3 separate regions of the Bos taurus genome follow, and all the other regions are linked to region 3. Evidence: chromatin contacts called from public Hi-C data. All regions are on one chromosome and are shown on one strand. The core of a region is the stretch at or near the end of the contact, and the rest is flanking DNA. Distances in the headings are between cores, read along the strand shown.

Evidence for each region. A called contact is a pair of places that touch in the nucleus more often than the background predicts.
Region 1: a Hi-C map of skeletal muscle shows a contact between it and region 3, with 8 times the contacts expected there. The contact joins the enhancer-like site here to the promoter of CFAP91 in region 3. A contact is called at or near these places in 5 of 11 Hi-C or Micro-C datasets (blastocyst, blood, liver and 2 more).
Region 2: a contact with region 3 is called in a Hi-C map of skin fibroblasts, with 5 times the contacts expected there. The contact joins the promoter of TIMMDC1 here to the promoter of CFAP91 in region 3. A contact is called at or near these places in 2 of 11 Hi-C or Micro-C datasets (liver and skin fibroblasts).

Annotation. Positions count from the first base shown.
Region 1 is chr1:64,290,126-64,292,881 of ARS-UCD2.0, forward strand. TIMMDC1 (translocase of inner mitochondrial membrane domain containing 1) reads left to right here. Exons shown (of 7, transcript NM_001080235.2): 6 at 2,372-2,482. Among named protein-coding and RNA genes, the nearest start is that of TIMMDC1, 16 kb to the left of the region's middle. Within about 2 kb of position 1,461, at least 5 of the 102 cell types and tissues checked have an H3K27ac peak or open chromatin away from gene starts, as enhancers often do. A contact at or near this core is called in blood, where this site is marked.
Region 2 is chr1:64,274,111-64,276,810 of ARS-UCD2.0, forward strand. TIMMDC1 (translocase of inner mitochondrial membrane domain containing 1) reads left to right here and starts at 1,307. Exons shown (of 7, transcript NM_001080235.2): 1 at 1,307-1,709. The coding sequence starts at 1,516.
Region 3 is chr1:64,450,035-64,452,767 of ARS-UCD2.0, forward strand. CFAP91 (cilia and flagella associated protein 91) reads left to right here and starts at 1,332. Exons shown (of 17, transcript XR_804223.4): 1 at 1,332-1,588. LOC132345639 (a long non-coding RNA gene) reads right to left here and starts at 1,313. Exons shown (of 2, transcript XR_009495048.1): 1 at 1,233-1,313; 2 at 548-866.

The DNA of each region.
Region 1 (2,756 bases), core at 211-2,710, 160 kb before region 3:
GTTACTACAGTAATGCTCTGTGTGTGTGTGTGTGTGTGTGTGTGTATAATATATAATTTTGTAGAATCCAGGATTAAATTGTATTTTGTTATTATATCTCTTTAGGTTCCTTTAAGCTAGACTAGTTCCACGCCTGTTTTTCCCCCAGAATATTTCTCAGTTTTGTTTGATTATCCCCTCATGATTAGATTTAGGTTTAACGTTTTCATCAAGATTACAACATAGGCGAAGTTGTGTCCTTCTCAGTGTGTGTCAAGAGGCATATTATGTCACCCCTTGTAAGTGAAGTAACTTGATATATTAGTTTTCTGTTGCTGTGTAACAGATTAACCACACACTAAGAAGCTTCACTACCCATTTATTATATCACTTTCCTGTAGGTCAGAAGTCTGGATGGGCTCAGATGGGTTCTCTTCTTAGTATTTCACAAGGCTAAAATCAAGGTGTTGGTCAGGCAGGCTCTTACCTGGAGGCTCTGTGGGAAGAATTTGTTTCCATAAAATTCAGATTGTTGACAGAACCTTGTGGCTGTAGGTCTGAATTCCCTGTTTCCTGGGTGGCTATCAGGGACCACCTTGTTCCTAGAGGCATCCACATTCCTTCTCCATGCCCTCTCCATGTTCAAACCAACAGCCAGCATGTTGAATCCTTCTCATACTTTGAATCTCTCTGACTTCCATTCTGCCACCAACTGGAAAAAACTCTGTATTCAGATGGTTCACACAGGTAATCTCCTTTTTGATTAACTCATTCAACTGATCAGTAACCTAAGTTACATCTGCAAAATCCACTTTGCTACATAACATAATTTAATCATGGGCATAATTTCTCATCATATATTCATATTTGAGAAATTATGGTAGGAAATTTGGGGGGACCATTTTAGAATTCTGCCTAGCACATTTGGTATCTACTAAATTTCGCCACTGCAAAGTTATCTTTTTCCATTGTGTTTAATAAGTAATCTGTGGGATGAGGTAGTGTGAATTATCTACCCTCCAGCCATCTTTTAGTGGTTTTAATGATCCATTGATAATCCCTAATGTAATCAGTTATTATTTAATATAAAACTGGTTACAAAATGTTGATTTGCTAGTTTTGTCATTTCTTCTGTCTTTACTGTCTTTATTAGTTGGCATTCACCTGAATAGAAAGAAGAGTTCTCCCTCGCCTTCCAAATTTGTGTTAAAATTCATCATGTGATGATCTGTTGCTGACATTTTTGTTTTCTTGTTAATATACCAACTTGGTTTGAAGGGGAAAATTGTTGAAATTAGCTGCAAAAATATGTTTTTATTGTGGTTAAAAAACACACATAACATAAAAATCACCATCTTAACCACTTTTAAGTGTACAGTTCAGTAGTGTTAACTGTATTCACGTTGTTGTGCAACAGGCCTCTAGAACGTCTTTGTCTTGCAGACCTGAAACTCCGTACCCATTAAACACTGTGCTCCCTTCCCCCATCCCCACACAGCCTTTGGCAACCACCTTTCTACTTCCTGTTTCTGTGATTTTGGCTACTCTGAGTAATGCATATTAGTGAAATCATGTATTTTTCCTTTAGTAACTGGCATATTTCGCTAAGCATAGTGTCCTCTAGTTTCATCCATGTGACAGGACCTTCCTTTTTGGGACAGTATAACATTCCATTGTATATACAGTTCCATATTTTGTTTATCCATTCATCATCAACAAACATTTCCACATAGCAAAAATAATTTTTTAAATGTGGTTACAATGTTAAGTAAAGAATTTAAGTTGTATCAGAGTCAAAAACTCCCTTCTCTTTGAAAATATGAACAAAACCCTCATCATTACTGTGATAATTGTTATGTAAGTCATTTTCTCAGTGAGTAACTATTGGCATTCTGGGTGAGACAGTTGTGCCAGACTCTTGAATTTTAGGATATTTTGGCAGCTGCAACACCTAAAGCCAGTAGCATCCTTCTCCCAACCAAAAGTACCCTTCACATTTCTTGCCCCTTACAGGGTCTGGTACCATTCCTGGTATGAATTTCCTTTCTGAGAAACCTTCAATATAAAGCTGCTAACTAGAACTTATAAATATATTTTTTACTAGTTTATTTATCTTTCATGATTAAAAAAAAAAATAGCCAATTTATAGACCTGTTGTTTTTATACCAGTTAAATTTAGGATGTTGCAGTGATTGTTTTTCCCGTTGTTTGGACCAGGAAGGAAATTATCTTAATATTTTTTATCTGACAAGGATGCTTTAACTGTCAGACGTCCCTGCACCTGTCAGTGAGCCAGTGGTCTGGTTAGTGTTCCTCCTGCCTGAGCAGAGACTCTCATTCTGCATGGTCTCACGGCTCTTTCTTCTGAATGTCCCCTCTGCCTCCTCCTCAGCACTCCTATAGGAAGTCTGTTGATGGCACTTCAGATGTACTGTGGTGAAACAGTTCAGGAGAGAAAACAGAAGGATCGAAAAGCATTCCAGGAGCTGAAACTGGAAGAACGGTAAGGAGTGTGTTAAGACTGGATTGTTTGGGCTTTCGTGTCCCCAGACTGATGCTTTCTGAAACAGGTACTCTAAATTGCTGCTCAAGTCAAAGACTTTCTTTTTACTGAGTCTTTCACTTGGTACCCTACTTGGTCTTTAATATTTTTAATTAAGGAGAATGGAAAAAAGAAAGATACTAAATGAGAACCTTTCCTTAGACACTTTTTTTTAAGTTAAATGTTATAAATCTTATTTGGTTGCATATTTTTTCTTTTCCTATGTTTGTGACTG
Region 2 (2,700 bases), core at 57-2,556, 180 kb before region 3:
AAAAGTAAAAGTGAAGTTGCTCAGTCATGTCTGACTCTTAGCGACCCCATGGACTGCAGCCTACCAGGCTTCTCCGTCCATGGGATTTTCCAGGCAAGAGTACTGGAGTAGGGTGCCATTGCCTTCTCCGATGTTTGATTGCTGGCAGAGCTTAAATGAAATAACACAAACCAGTTTGAGAATACTTCAAATGTGTACATTTTAATAAGAACTATACTTTGATGGGGGCAGGAGAAGGGGACGACAGAGGATGAGATGGCTGGATGGCATCACTGACTCGATGGACGTGAGTCTCAGTGAACTCCGGGAGTTGGTGATAGACAGGGAGGCCTGGCGTGCTGCGATTCATGGGGTTGCAAAGAGTCGGACACGACTGAGCGACTGATCTGATCTGATCTGATACTTTGAAGTATATGTTAATGAAAACTGTAGTGGCGGGATATTATTGCTATTATAACTATTAAGTCAACACCTGGTAGAAATTCCAGAAAGTGTCCTGCCTTTTGAGAAACAGTAGCCATATAAACTAAGGGGAGTAAAACCTATCTTCTGGAGCCCAGAGCGGATTTCTTTTAAAAAGTGTTCTGGAGATCTCGGGGCACCCAGCACCAATACTCCTCTTCAATGCCTCGGTCTTTTCTGAAAACCAGAATGAACCCCGTCCAGCCTGGGAGTCTGTGACAGAGTAGGTTAGGATGCATTTGCCCAAACTGCCTTCCCCTTTCCGTACTCCGTTTGTAATGAATACCGCACTTTTTCTTCTTCACGGCATTCTGCTGTTTTAAATGGCTTCCCTGATAGCTCAGTTGGTTAAGAATCCGCCTGCAATGCAGGAGACCCTGGCTCGAGTCCGAGAGGCTACCCACTCCAGTTCCCTTGTGGCCCAGCTGGTAAAAGAATCAGCCCGCAATGCGGGAGACGTGGGTTCAATCCCTGGGTTGGAAAGATCCCCTGGGAAAGGGAAAGGCTACCCACTCCAGTATTCTGGCCTGGAAAATTCCATGAACTCTACAGTCCATAGGGTCGCAAAGAGTCGGATACGACTGAGCCACTTTCACTTCAGCGTAAGACCACATCCTCCCGCCTGCAAGCTACCTGCCACCGTGTTTCCCTGTCACAGAAGGGTGAGAAGGACGGCACCGGAAGTCAGACTGCGCTGAGCTTGGCTCCTGCCATTACCTCATTTCCGGGGGCTGGCCTGACACCGTCCCGCCCCCAGCCGGAAGTGTGTTCGGCTCCGGTTCCGGCTTTGCCCAGTCCCGCAGCCTTTGCTCTCGTTGGGGAGGGACTTCCTGTCTCGTGTGTCATAGTACCTCCAAAGTTAGGCTTGGCACCGAGGGCCTGTGTGTCAAGCGGTGTGTCGACGGATACGGCTGCAATTTAACTCGGGACTAGTGTAAAGATACTCTCCCATTCCTTCTTGCAGTTACCCTCGCTCATCCCCCACCGCACTTCGTGAGGCCTTGGCCTCCTAAGCGCCCAAGCGAGTGTCTGTCGACAGGTTCGGAGAGGGTCATGGAGGCGCGGCCGCCGGCCCCGCGGAGCTTCCTCTGCAGGTCGCTGAGACCTTTTCCTCGGGTCTTTGCTGCCGCAGCTGTGGCAGCCGATCCCAAGGCTCTTGTAGAGGACCAGGAACTGTCTTCCTTCGTCTCAGAACCCCAGTACCCGGAATCCGGATGGGACCGCCTCCGGGAGCTGTTTGTCAAAGAGTAAACGTGCCTTCGGTCTGTGGGGAGGGGCTACAAAGGAGGTGACCTGCAGCCTGGGTCATCTGGGGCGAAGGACCCCAGAGTGGTGTGATTTACTTTTGCGGGATTTGGAGTTTAATATAATGTACCTCAAGCTTGTATCCTAACATTGCTATTTGGTAGTTCTGTTGATTGACAGGCCGGTTTTCAGATGGAGAGGGTGAGACTAACTGAAAATAAGAACTTTTAGGAATGTTTAGGGAGTCTAAACATAGTCTTTAATATAATCCCCTGACTTTACAAATTAGAAGAATTAGAGTAAGCTATTTAGTGACCCTAGAACCAACATCTGGAGGACTCCAGTATTCTTATTCGTGTATCACTTGATCACAGATTCTGATGCTTCTTGAACAGTAGCCCTCTTCCCCGCCACAAAAATGGAGGTTGGAGAGAGAACACAGTTGTTAAAATTTTTACTCTGCCAAATAAGGAATGTATTAAAAAAATAGTAGCAACTGTTGTTGCAAAGATATTAGCTGGATTCACAAGTATGCTTCTGATGCTTCTTGAACAGTAGCCCTCCTTCCTGCCACAAAAATGAAGGTTGGAGAGAGAACACAGTTGTTAAAATTTTTACTCTGCCAAATAAGGAATGTATAAAAAAATAGTAGCAACTGTTGTTGCAAAGATATTAGCTGGATTCACAAGTAAAGCGGTGTCAGAATAAATGATAACCCTTTCAATTGAATTAACTTTAATGGAAAACTCAGGATAATTAATTTCATCATTTTTATTCCTCACCGGTGAAAAGTTTTCCCTTTTTATGAAGTACTTTACCATATACTGATGGACAGGGAGGCCTGCTGCTGCTGCTGCTGCTGCTAAGTCGCTTCAGTCGTGTCTGACTCTCTGCGACCCCATAGACGGCAGCCCACCAGGCTCCTCTGTCCCTGGGATTCTCCAGGCAAGAATACTGGAGTGGGTTGCCATTTCCTTCTCCAATGCATGAAAG
Region 3 (2,733 bases), core at 82-2,581:
AAGTGGTCAATGCCTCCGGTGCTACATAACAGCACTAGAATAAAGAAGTCTGGGTCTACTTGTAGAACTTGGGAGGCTACATAAAGGTGGCAAAATTAGCACTAAGTCTTGAAGGATACCTAAATTAGTTGAGGGGCATAAATAGGAAAAGGCATTGTAGGCAAAGCAATCAGTTTGAGCAAAGACTTGGAACTGGCAAAATACATGGCTGACTGGCAAAAAACCCAAAAAGTTCAGGAGTAGAGTAAAATAAAACCAAGAATATGTGTGAAAAGAAGAATAGAAGGCAGGAGGCTTGTTGAAATGGATTACATGAAAAAGACAAAGAAGCTAACTCTAACGTGTGTCACTAGCCAAATGGGATAATTCGAACATCACAAAGTATAATGATCGTAACAGACTAAAAGAATCTGATATGTAAAATGCACTCATTCATAGTGATACTAAGCAAACAAAATCTTTTTGGTTAACACTGGTGGTTGTTAGGGCACCACCAATTTCTCTTAAATTTGATAACTAAAGTGAAAAAATCCGTATCAGTTTGAAATGCAGAATCTGCCTGCAATGCAGGAGACCTAGGTTCCATTTCTGGGTGGAGAAGATCCCCTCAAGAAGGGAATGGCAACCCACTCCAGTATTCCTGCCTGGAAAATCCTATTGAGAGATGAGCCTGGAGGGCCACAGGCCATGGGATCGCAGAGTTGAACACGACTGAGCGGCTAACACATACACACAGAAAGGGATAGCAGAATGCGCATGAACATTTAATTACCCAGCGCACCACAAACGTTGATATCCAGGACCAGAACTCATAGTGTGACAAAGGCTGGCGTTCAGGAGCTTAGATTCTTCAGTTCGAACAAGCCCTGCGGAAAGGGGATGTCCGAAATGAAAGCCCCCAACTATTCTAGAAGGCTCTAAGATTTCCCAGGGATTTCCCAAAGAGGCTACGGAGTGTGACTGGCTGCAAGGATTTCTGCAGCAACCTTTTCCCCAATCTGCGGCCCCCTGGCTTTGACCGTGGGTGGACCGCTAAATGCTTGACTTTATCACCGGAGTGCAGCTGGGAAGTGAGGGAGTCCCTCTCCCACCCCGCCCTTCTCTCCCCCTCCTCGCCTTTCTCTCCAACGAGCCCTCCGTCCTTCTCTACCCTCGCCCCGCCCTTCTCTCCTTGCCCTCCCCTCCCTAGGCCAGCCCCTCTTTTCCTCCTTTCTTCCCTCCTCTACCCCTACCTCTCATGCTCCACCCTTCTGCGCACTTCCCCATCCTTCCGCTTCTGCTCCTCGCCCCGCCCCTTCCTTCGTCACTCGACCCCGCTAGTCCCGCCCCTCTCTTCTGGACTAGCTGCCTATCTTCGCCTGGCGCTTACTCTCTGGTTCCTGCTGGGGTTACCATAGCTACGGTGCACGCAGCAGCTAGGTTTCCCTAGTTGGACCTGGTTGGCGGCAGGGAAGAACCGGCACCATGAGTCACGTAGTGACTATCGAAGAACCCCAGGCCAAGCCCCAGGTGTCTCAAACCCGGTTCGGAGGGAAGTCGGGGGCCTGGGGCAACGTCTCTGCCAGTCGAACGTATGATTTCTTATACGGTAAGGGCGGCTCCAGACCTCCCTCCTGAGTTGTCGACACCTGGGCCAGGTGGGCATCGAGACTGTCCGACCTGGCCGGGAACGCGGCGGACGAAAGACAAGCCACAGGAGGGATCTCTAGCCCGGGTTGTCTGTCGTTGTGTAGGGGCAGCTCCAAGCCCTGCAGGTGGTGGCTCTTGGGCGGGCTGGGGGGAGGAGGCGGTCTCGGAAGCCGCAGGTGCGCTGTGCATCTCAGAGTAGAGAGCAGGGACACCTGATTCTTCTTTACCCTGACAATTTGCACAGCCCTAAGCAATTGTCCTGAATGCCGTTCCTGGCGTTCTGATTTGGAGATTCACTCAACACTCCCTCATTCAAACTGCATAAAATGTCCAATTCGCTGGGCAACTCCAAACTTGTCATTCTGGGTAGGTAAAGAGGTTGTCTCCTCTTTGTTTTTAGGTTTCTCTTTTTATTTGAGCTTATTCTTATCCGTCAAAGTGTTGCTTGTAAACTAGGTCTACTAGGTCCTTTGGGCCAGTAAATCCTCAGTTTATTTAATGCCCTGATTGTTCTTTTATGTTCTGTCCCTTCTACTGGACTATAAATTCCTGAGTTATTTAAGTTCTTGTTCTCTCCATTTTTGTAGCATTCTCAGCACCTTTTTCAGTTCAGTTCAGTCGCTCAGTCGTGTCCGACTTTTTGCGACCCCATGAATCGCAGCAGGCCAGGGCTCCCTGTCCATCACCATCTCCCAGAGTTCACTCAGACCCACGTCCATCGAGTCGGTGATGCCATCCAGCCATCTCATCCTCCACCGTCCCCCTTTCCTCCTGCCCCCAATCCCTCCCAGCATCAGAGTCTTTTCCAATGAGTCAACTCTTCACATGAGGTGGCCAAAGTACTGGAGTTTCAGCTTTAGCATCATTCCTTCCAAAGAACACCCAGGGCTGATCTCCTTTAGAATGGACTGATTGGATCTCCTTGCAGTCCAAGGGACTCTCAAGAGTCTTCTCCAACACCACAGTTCAAAAGCATCAATTCTTTGGCACTCAGCTTTCTTCACAGTCCAACTCTCAGATCCATACATGACCACTAGAAAAACCATAGCCTTGACTAGACGGACCTTTGTTGGCAAAGTAATGTCTTTGCTTTTCAATATGCTA